2 separate regions of the Anas platyrhynchos genome follow, and region 2 is linked to region 1. The links are chromatin contacts, called in public Hi-C maps. All regions are on one chromosome and are shown on one strand. The core of a region is the stretch at or near the end of the contact, and the rest is flanking DNA. Distances in the headings are between cores, read along the strand shown.

Region 1 (5,315 bases), core at 1,862-4,361:
AGTGGCAAAATGTCCTATCTGTTGACACTGAAAACATCGCTTATCATTGCCCATCGTTAATGCTGCAGCGAACGCACTGGCTAGTGCAGTCATATAGTGTTCAACAGACCCCACGCAATTGCAAGCCTCTATCATTTGTACCAAGGTTGTCCCATTAGGCATGGATTGCAGAATCTTTTTGCAATCTGTGTTAGCGTTCTCTATCGCCAGTTTTAGTATGAGAGCCTCTTTAGCTTCATGATTATCTATTTGCTTGTCCAGTGAATCCCTCAATCTATCTATAAATTCCATATAAGGTTCATTGACCCCTTGCCGTATGGTAGTCGAAGAAGGCTGGCTCCTGCTTTTGGCAGTTTCAGCAAGGCTTGTAATGCCAGTCGGGCTGACTGTCACCAGATGGCATCGTTGAGCCGAGCTTGTAATCATGGGTCTATTAATGGCTCGGTCCCCATAAGCTGAGGGAGCCCTGCACCCATGAGAGGGTCGCCTGTCGTTCTTTCTAAATTCTGCAGTGCCGCTATCTCACACAGTTCTCTCCATTTTTGTTCCCATAACAATTTTTGAGTCGGGGTGAGGATCATGGTGGCTATTTGGCGACAATCATACGCAACCAGCAACTGACCGGTCATCACATTTTCTAATAGCGATTGGGTGACTGGTGCATGTAGTCCATATGTGGTCACAGTCTTTCTTAATTCTTTAATTAGGTCCCATTGGAAGGCATTATATTCATTTGGACCCTTGGGTCGCACCTGCACCAGGAAAGGCATTCCTACCGGGTCCCCATCCTTCAGTGCATCCTGGCGCACTTGCTCCCATCGTTCCCGCGGATCAAAAGCTCAGGCCCCCAGGGTGGCATTACCAAGGGTGGGCGAGGTTGGAGCCGAGGGGGCTCAGTGGTGGTGGTCCATGGCCCTCTTCCTTGTCATCCCCCAAGTATATCAAATTACATCGCTCTGGTGACTTTGCAGGCTCCGATCACAGTTTGGCTGCTACTACCGCCTGAGCAGCAGCGTTCTGTACTTTCTTTTCCGCCTGCCACGATATTAAAGCCTCAGTCACCAGCCAACACGTAGCCATCAGTTCAGCGGTGTTAGTATCCCCATTGGACGCTGCCTACCACACTTTCTCCCCCTCTTGTTCCCAAGTTTTTACATCAAACACTGCAGAGACTGTTGAGGGGACCCCTTCCTTTTGCAAAAACTTCCAATAGTTTTATCTTAAATGGATCATATTTCACTCCCCTTTTTGTTAGTAGCTGTGTTAATAGTTTTACTATAGCCTCTTCTTCTGCAGAGGGGTTATCTCCCATGATCAATGCACAGCCACTCACCTGTCCTTCAGGTGATGTCCCGGGGTTGAAGCTGCAGTCTGGCTGAGAGCTTGATTTGTTCGGCTGGGTTCCCTTTGGACGCTCCGTGCTGCGCTGCTCCTCTGCGAATCACGTCAGGGTCACCATTTGAAGGGAAAGAAGCACACGACTCCAGGCTGATATGCAACTGAAGCGTTTGAGTATGCATTCTTGCTTTTATATCCTTAGCATCTTTGCACGTGGCTGTTATGCTACTTGGCAAGCTTGCTCATTGTCGGCTATATTAGTGATCGCGCAACTATCATGCTCTTATTCTGCTTGTGGATTTGTTTTCACGTGGAATGTTGTTTTCTCAACTTCCTAAGTTGTTACTTTCTCTTTGACCTTGCAAAACTTGTTTTGTACCTTTATCTTGTATTTTTCACTAGCTACTTTATTTCTGTGTCTATCAGGTTCCACTGGCTTCCAGACTGGCCTCCCATAGTTTTTTGCTGTAGCACATCTTCATTCAAACACTGCCACCTGCATAAATTCAGGGAAATAGAAATTGACATGTTTGGTATATTGATCAAACTAAACATAAAATGAACCCCGCACGAATTTCACGGAATTAATTTAGTCATAGCTTCTCACTTCATTTTACTGTGATTACATCTATGTGCTCCATAGGGAGCAATAAATAAAAAACTATTTTTTCCTCACCCAGGTTGCATTATGGATGAGTTTGTCAGAACATCCCCTTGAAGCATAACAGCAGCTTTAGTACTGGCTTGAAATAGTGTTTTGATAAAATAAATGACTTCTATTATTAATCCCATTTACACTGATGTAGAAAACAATAGAATGGCATTTAATGCCACAGAGGGAAACAGAAATGACAGAGTGAATCCGCATTTGGTTATGACAGGATCACTGACAGTATGAGCCAGATTTTGGCTCTTGGCACATCCCGCAGCAACTCCTCGATCACATTATTATGGAGTAATGCGCCATTAGCTGGGTTGTGGTAAATGACCAGATAAATTCCATCAGTCTGCTCCAGCTGCGAAGTATAACATTTGCTGACTGCCATGTTGTCTCAGCTCATTAATGAGTAACTCATTATACAGCACTAGCTTGCAATTATAAACTCTGTGGTCACCACAGGCCTGGGAGCAGATAACTAACTCCCTTGTCGTGGATGAGGTCCCCAGATAACAAGGTACAGCCGGTAACATTCTCTGTACTTTCTCCACTCTCTCCACAGGTTATTTTCAGCTTGATCACAACTCCAAAACATTATCTCCACAGATGCAAGCAGTCACTTGAACCAGTTGTGCTTTGAAGAAAACACGCTTGTAGACTTCACATCTGGTGCTTACCCAAGTAGCACAGCACACTTCAGTTGGCCATTTGTAACCCGTTTCCTATCTCTGTTAGGTCACCACAATTGGCATGGTATACATGTACTCAACCCCTTTGGTTGTTGTTCTCAGGAACTACCATAATTAACACCAAGTTGTTCATCCAACTGCTGTCAATTAAAAAATGTCTTCAAACAGAACATTAACAAGGCAGCTGTGCCCTAACTGTCTAGAGTAGCACTTGGCAAACCTATTTTTGCTGAGAGCCTACCTGTGGTCACACTAATTTACCACTTACCTTGATTAATTCAGAAATCTTAAGTTATCACATTCTTCACCTATTTTGAAGATTCTTACTGACTATTTACTTCACTTACAGATGTTCTTTGTGACCTTGTAACACACCTACATGCAGGTGTTAGGTTTTCCACAGGTTTCTCTTCTGTGTCTTGCTTGCTTTCACATACACACAAAAAAGGCAAATAAGACCAAAAAAAAAAAAAAAGCCACCAAAAAGTTCAGTTTTCATTACAAAGTAAAAGGAAAAATTAAACTTTTTTTTTTCCCAAAACAATTACAGCTTTCCAATTGCACGATATTCCGATTTACATTAAAATACACAACCCACTTTACCCTATCAACACAATGGTTCTGCATCCCTGATGACAAATATAATTAAGGCTTCGAACACCCACTCTGGAACAAAACCCTGAAACAGAACTGTTCAACCACTTGAGTAAAAGGAAACAAGAAAGTTGGCTATTAAAAAGTGAAATCTTTTGAGTAGTGCTATTTTTACTGTTTCATACTATGAGTATACATGTATATATGCATCCCAAAATTTAGAACCAAACCCTTTTTAGTCTGAGCATGGTCAGGCCCTTCCCTCCCACATGTAACAGGAATGATGCTTGCCTGTCTTGCTGAGTCACAGGACCCTGCAGTCTCACATATGGTATAGACCAACACAGTAAACCTTGCAATTTCATCCTCCCAAGCCCTTGTAGGTTCCTTCCAAGTCCTCTTGGAAATGGCAGATTGTAAAGACACAGATTTATGGTATTTGTCAAGTAACCCCCCAATGACTAGAGTAGTTCTTTTTCTACAAGCAAAATTTCTTCTGAGTGGAGACAACTATACCTGAGGAAAAAAATCCCACAGACACAAAAAGGACAAGTGTTTCTTAATGGGTTTTGTCCTTGTGGTGGGTTTGATGTTGGCTGGCTGCCAGTAGCCCACCTAGCTGCTCTCACTCCCCCTCACAGCACACAGGGGGGGGACAGTAAGACAGCTCCTGGGTCAGCAGAGGATGACTGGTTAACAGACCAAAAGAACTAGGTTTTTGTTGACATCTGTAGTCATGTGTGTAAAGACACACACACACCTCCCTTACTCCCAGAAAGACTGAGGAAGTTTTTCATAATCTCACTGTCCACTAGCTTGACACGTTACAAAGCATTTGCATATTCATCTTTGTAAGGCAAATCAACAGATAAATGTAACCAGGCACATCAGTCCTCAAGGTCAAACGCCTCTTCACAAACAGAGGGGGGGAAGAGGTAGTACCAATGTGCTTCATCTTGAGTGGAAAAGAAGATTTTGATATTGGTTGTTTGTTTGTGATATCCATCTGGTGCGTGTTCCAAATTACTTGAAATGCAAACACTCAAGTATATAGGCAATTAAGTATTCTGCATTTTTTGTTAAAACTTCCCTGTTAAGTAAAAAAGCATGTTTTTTTAATGAAACCTGGACAGCACTTAAAACTAAAAAGACATGAAGTACAAAACATTAAATAGGCAAGCACTGACATGAGGTAAGACTTGTAGGTTCAACATGACTCCTAGAAAACTGAAAAGTTTTAAGATGATGCAGATCACAGCTATCTACAAGAATTGCCCTTTTCCCTGATCTGCAGCTCAGGATTTAGAAGATTATCGTATTGCCCCTGAACTGTACAATAACCACCAGAATCTTAGCAATGATCCCCCTACAATCAGAAAGACCATCAATGGTGGTAGCATCTTGTACTTGAAATGGTCTCAGCCTATTACATACCTCTAAAAGCCTGGAGAGATTTTTCTCAGCTATTTGCATGCTTGAACTAGTCAAACAAAATAACAAGCAGTTGGATCAGCAATTCTGACATCATTTAAGCTTCACCTGAAGATCAAAGGGACAATAAAAAAATTAACACTGCCAATCACATAACCTTTGTAAAGAAAAAAAAATAGTAAAATGATGCACTTTCTTACCTACATGCAGATTTCATAGGAACAAAATAAAGAAATTGAGTTTTCTATTTACTTGCCAGGCTCTCCTACAAATGTTGATGAACACTTTTTATGAAGAAAAAGAAATCTAAAGAGAATTTCTATTTTCTAAATATTAAATATAAATGCTGCTGTGTTTAACCAAAATTACATCAGCTGAAAAATATGACTACAAGTTGCAACTGCAGTTAACTGAAGTCCAAGTCACAAGTCACTTAGACTGAACACGTTTTATAACAGAATACAGAAGCAATTTTGTGTTGTGTGTAATCCCATCTGCTGGGAAGTTAATCTTCCTGCATTGTTAAATCAAGAACAATCAAGCTGCATCAAAAACCATGTGCACAGTGAGATACCATATGAAATTCTTCTCGCTATATAAGTAAA
Region 2 (5,516 bases), core at 1,060-3,559, 52 kb after region 1:
ATATGGGTAAAGATATTACAGCTGCAAAAACAAAAACCAGGCTAACTTCCCTCCCTCACTTTTCCTCTGACACACTAAACTAGTTTTACTGGAGCCATTTCATGGATTGTGACTCACCTACTATACTTCCACTGGCCAAGCACATTCTTTGTATTAAACTGAGCAAGCTGCGAGAGACAGAGGGAAGGAGACACAGAGACAGACAGACTACTTGGATCTCCTTTTCGTCCACAGTATGAAATTCCTGTAGCTTATAGCAGATAACCTTGCAAAGAGTGTACTTGTTTCAGGCAACCAAAAAAGGAAGAAAAACATAGGCACAGTGGCTTTGCAACTAGCCTGTCTATAGACATGCTCATCATGTAGATTTTAAGCAGTAAGCCTAAGTTTCAAAAAAAAAAAAAAAAAAAAAAAAAAACAACAACAAAAAAAACAGGTTCCATTTGTAGCTAGGTGAAATAATAATTGCTATTAAAATAATCAAGACTCTTGGAAAGCATAATATAGTCAATAAGGACTGTAGAAAGGGGTGGAAAGAGAACAGCATGCATTCTTTCCAGTGATTGCACTGTTTGTGTCTGAAAAGACAGTGCTAAAAAGTTGCCAACTGGTCCTCACCCACTAATCCAGACAGAATCCTACAAGAGGAAGTATGTCTAACTATAGTTTTAACAAAAAACTTCTGTAGGATCCCACTCACACTTGTATTGAAGTGCAGTTACTTTTAAAGTTGAGGACACTCTCCTGGCAGACAGCTTGAATATCTACAGATACTGGCAGAAAAGTTTTTAGAAGACTCATCTCATAAAAAGCATCAAGTCCATTCTTTAACACGAAGCTTTATGCATGGGAAAACTTGAGGCAAACATTCTTTTGTAATATTTGGCCTGCATGAAACTATAGCATATCCTGGACTTTCATTAGCATGCAAGAGACTCACTTAACAAGTCACGATGAAAATGTCTTCCTGGCACAGACTGATTTACAGTGCAAAGTGGCCCTTGACTTACAAACTCATCATTAACATCCACAGTGAGATTTATGGTGCTCAATTTAACACAACGTGGGAATGCACTCCTGAATTTCCAATACTGATGTCTTCTGTAGATTAAGAAAGTCTTCTATTTGCATCAAGCTTTTACAGATGCCTAACTGAGGTGGCAGCTCTCTTTTACAAGGCTTTGAACTTTTATACATGGGGGGGAAAACTGTCCTGAAATCATCACCAATTAGAGAGGAAAAAAAAAAAGCATTATTGTTATTTTACAGCTATGGAACTGAAAGAGATGGAAGGTTAGTGTTAAGTTCTTCAGAGTCAGCTGGATCCTCCTTTTTACAGGGACTGCACTGGAAAAGACATGGAAATATAAACTGGCAATACTGTTTCACAGGAGAACACATGAGAAGCTAGTACATTACTGTGTCCACACAAATACCGCAGTCGGTATTTGCAGACTTTTGCTTTCTGTGGAAAAAAGCATTTGTATTGGCATATCAGAACAATTAAGATAGGACAAAGATCGTTCCACCTAAGATAGTCTTTTAAGAGCGCTCTCCTGGTAGTGCAAAAAACGCAGCACCATGAAAACATCCTTACTCTGTTGTTGATAAGAGAAAAGCACTGCAGTTGTACAAGCTACAGCCTTAACAGAAAAATAAGTTCCTGAGCCGTCTTAAAAGCATCTGAAAGAAAATGTCTGCTAAAGAAACGAAATGCTGCAAAGAATGGCAAGCAGTGGTAAATTACAGTTCAATTTCTTTTTCAATATTATTCTTTAAATGTAGTCTATCCACTTAATACTATGTGAAATTTGTAGAAACTATTTTATTACTGACTCTGGCTACATACACACCAATGATTCAACCTTACAACTGCAAGAAGTGTATTAATGTTATGCCTCCAGAGCTCTGAGTTCTGGCACGCCAGTCCTCAGTGCTCAGAATCAGGTCTCTGGCATCGCATGCTGTTACGTAAGCATTAAAAAACAGTCAGGACTAAAACATCTCACGTATTGCTTGATGAGAAGCTATGCTTTTGGCTTGGAATCCAAACCCCACATTTTTGTAAATAAACATTTAAACTGACATCTTTATACAAACAAGCCAAGAACTTGCAGAGCTTAGGAAACCTTTTACAGCAGTTATTTTTCAGTTTGCTTCTGACAGTGATTATTCCCACATCGAGTTATTTAAAAGGGGAGCTATGAATGTAAACATTATTTGCTTCCACATTTTTTTAAACAGATATATAATTTCTCGCAGTGAACAGAAGCTCCTTGTTCCACCACATTACATTGTACAGTATTGAAATTCTCTGAGGATGATGAGAAAACTGGAATGTTGCTGCCCACAAAGTTCCTAGAGTGTCTGTATAGCATGATCTCCAGCACACTGTAGAATAATTTAGTCTGGAAGGGATCCATGGAGGTCATCTGGTCCAACACACCACTCAACGTAGGGCCAACTTTGAAGCTAGATCAGGTTGCTCAGTGCCATCTGAGTTCCAAACATGTCCAAGGATGGAGATGTCAGTCTGTGCAAACTGTTTGATCGCTCTCATTGAAAAAAGTCTACTATGTACTCAATTTCTCTTGCTGCAAACTATAATCTTCAAAAGAACAGTAATCTCCAAAACAAAATATATAAATATGACTAGTACATATTACAAATACAGGAAATAAAGAATTATTGTCTGTAAATTTACTCAAATAGTCTTTAGAATAATTTATCTAATTGGCCCAGATGGACAACAGAATGCTGAAGACAGACTTCTTGATGCAATATTAGTCATGTAATTCAATTCATGTTTGGTGTCAGCAAAGGAAAATCTGTTTGCCATGCAGATAGGCTTAATACCCAAAAGGCTACAAGGTGCAACTTAAATATAATGTTCTTGAAAACAAAAAACAAGAATTATATGGCAAGTCTATTTAGCAGACAAGAATAAAAATTCTAACACTGAGAGTTCTTAAAGGACTCAATCTCAAAAGTAAGATTTCTAAAATATACAAAAAACAGTCTGCTAAAACAGTAGATACTGTACTCTGAAGGAAGTAGCCTGTTTATGCATACATTTTCATATTCTCTAAACATAACACTGTGTAACTGACCTTGCTTGATGTTAAGCAAATGTGTGTCCATAACCTATTGCAAAAGGTTTAGAATTTCTTGCCTACCTTCAGCATCTTAAAAGTCAGCTTTTGCTTTCTAAACTCTTTCAATAGTCAACTGAGATGGTGCAGTGTTCTCACATACATGAAGATGGAAAATTCCACAAAAGTTTCATCCCTTCACTGATTATCTAACTTAGACTAGGTACCTACTGTTTAGACTGCCTAGCAATCTCGTATTTTGAATATTTAGACTGATGCATCTTTGAGAGGGAGAAATAGACAAAAAAATCAGGAGGAGAAAATGTACATAAGCACTGAATAATTAAAGTGATCATCAGCTTAACAAATTACTTTAAAAAAAAATCTGTAACAAATGTATTTTCTTGTTTAAACAAAGCACTGAAGTAGTCACGGTTTCAATAGTAAGTGAAAAACATGTACATTATGTTTAAGTGTTTAACGGAGTTCCAGACCAACACGCATACAAAAAGCATAATTTAATTTATCATTCTGTAGTGAGTGAGCATTAACAACAAAATTTAATTGTCACACTAGTCTTTGTGAATATCTAAAAGCCTAATACAAATATCCAAATGATTAATAAAGATTAGTTAAAGTGTTACCAGTAAGACGTTCAGTAACCTGACATTAAATTGTAGCAACCCTAGAAGCCCTTTCTAGAAGAATATTAATTTACAGTCATTCTTCCTACCAATTCTTTGTACAGTAAAAAAAGTAGATCTGTGTTTTTCTGCTTCCCTTTCCCACCCCACCACCCACATAGTTTTACTCTCATACTGAATCACTAACCAATCCAACCTGATGGTAAAAATCCAGCAGTTCAAGATCTCAGTTCCAACATCCAGCTCAAGAGCTCTTTGGGAATAAAATCCAGATTTTTGTTTAATGTGCAAAGTGCAAGTTTTCTCCAGTGCTATCAGAAATGCGTGCTGCTAAGAATGTCACCACAGAATAAAATGTTAATAGAAGACTCTTCTATTTCCAATAGTTCTATTAAGGACAGATTAGATGGTGTTTAAATGAATGACAGATCAAGTAGAGTATATACAAGTGCTTATTAGATCAGGTACTTTCTGATATCATGAGGTCAAATCAATGTTTTTACTCAAGTTCTTCAGTTTCCTCTGTAAAAAGGTCAGCCAAATCTGCCACTGTCAGAACTGAAGCTTCTGACTGTTTCATGGAAGAGCTTGTGTGGCTGTAGGAAAAAATTGCATGCAGACATCAGAGAAGGAATCAATTTAAATAACAACCTGTATCTACTGAAAACAGACCAACAAATGGTTCAGAATGCAATAAATGTTGGGCTATGAGCTCAGTAGAAAAAACACACTTTCTATTAGGAGAAGTGCATACACTGATCAGCTACTCCTGATGCACAATTTCAGTAATATACAAAGTCCACCTACGGTCCTTAACATGATCACCAAACACTTGAGAGGCAGCAGAACATGGGATCACAGAATCATAGAATTGCTTAGGTTGGAAAGAACCTTACAGTTCTCCTAGTTCTAACCTCAGTAATTATGGGGATAACCCACTTTGTCCTGTCAATGTTTAAGGGATTGGCTTTGGATTCCAAGCATAAGGTTTGATGCTACTTTTAAAACATTAGCCCTCATTAGATCACTGTATATTCATTTGAACTTTATAAGCAAAAATAGTGCTACTTAACAGATATGGAAACTGATTAAACTATTCTTTCAAAACTAAAGGTGAAAAACTTACATGCAAGTCTTTGGCTGTAGTTATTTAAGTCTCGTTTTATAACAACCAGAAAAGCTAGAAAAGTCACTCATTTTCCTAAACTAGTGTTGCTTCCTAGATTTGTTATGAGTATACAGTACAGTTAAAGAGGTACAAAACTCTTGTATTTTCTGTACAAAGAATGTGAATACCACTTAAGTTCTAGTCCTAGTCTTTTATTGATTAGAGTTTTTGGAAAAGAAACAGTGAAAATTGATTTCTGCATCTGCACAGCAGACCAACTTACAAGCTGGCATCTGGACAACTCTTGCACTGACTGCAAAACCAACCTGTGTGACAAAGTGTCAAGTCTCAGTTTGTAGAATTTAAAAATGATGAAAGAAAGAACAAGATCGTATCTTAGAGCAAGCTGTCATTTCAGCAGCAAACTTAGTAGTACTCCACTAATATCAATGCTTATAGCAATGGAAATCAGTAAAAGGAAACGGCAAATCATAATACACAGTGCATTAATTGGGCTTTTCTGAAACAAAGTACACAAAATGTAAAAGTATTCTCCAGAGAATTAAAATACCTTAATCTTCCAGTTACTGGAATCAAGATAAAAGATACATTTTTCACATTAAAAAGCTCTTTTTCAACCAAAAGAATTTGAAGGAGAGCAAGAGGGTGTTT

What was found. Hi-C and Micro-C count contacts between places; a contact is called where the count stands out from the background.
Region 2: a contact with region 1 is called in a Hi-C map of liver, with 3 times the contacts expected there. The contact joins the enhancer-like site here to the promoter of EPM2A in region 1. A contact is called at or near these places in 5 of 8 Hi-C or Micro-C datasets (liver, skeletal muscle, small yellow follicle and 1 more).

The regions. Positions count from the first base shown.
Region 1 is chr3:51,586,686-51,592,000 of IASCAAS_PekinDuck_T2T, forward strand. EPM2A (EPM2A glucan phosphatase, laforin) reads right to left here and starts at 3,112. Exons shown (of 5, transcript XM_072035892.1): 1 at 1,334-3,112.
Region 2 is chr3:51,639,507-51,645,022 of IASCAAS_PekinDuck_T2T, forward strand. SHPRH (SNF2 histone linker PHD RING helicase) reads right to left here. Exons shown (of 31, transcript XM_027454310.3): 31 at 3,598-4,332. The coding sequence ends at 4,236. Among named protein-coding and RNA genes, the nearest start is that of FBXO30, 31 kb to the left of the region's middle. Within about 2 kb of position 2,310, at least 3 of the 8 cell types and tissues checked have an H3K27ac peak or open chromatin away from gene starts, as enhancers often do.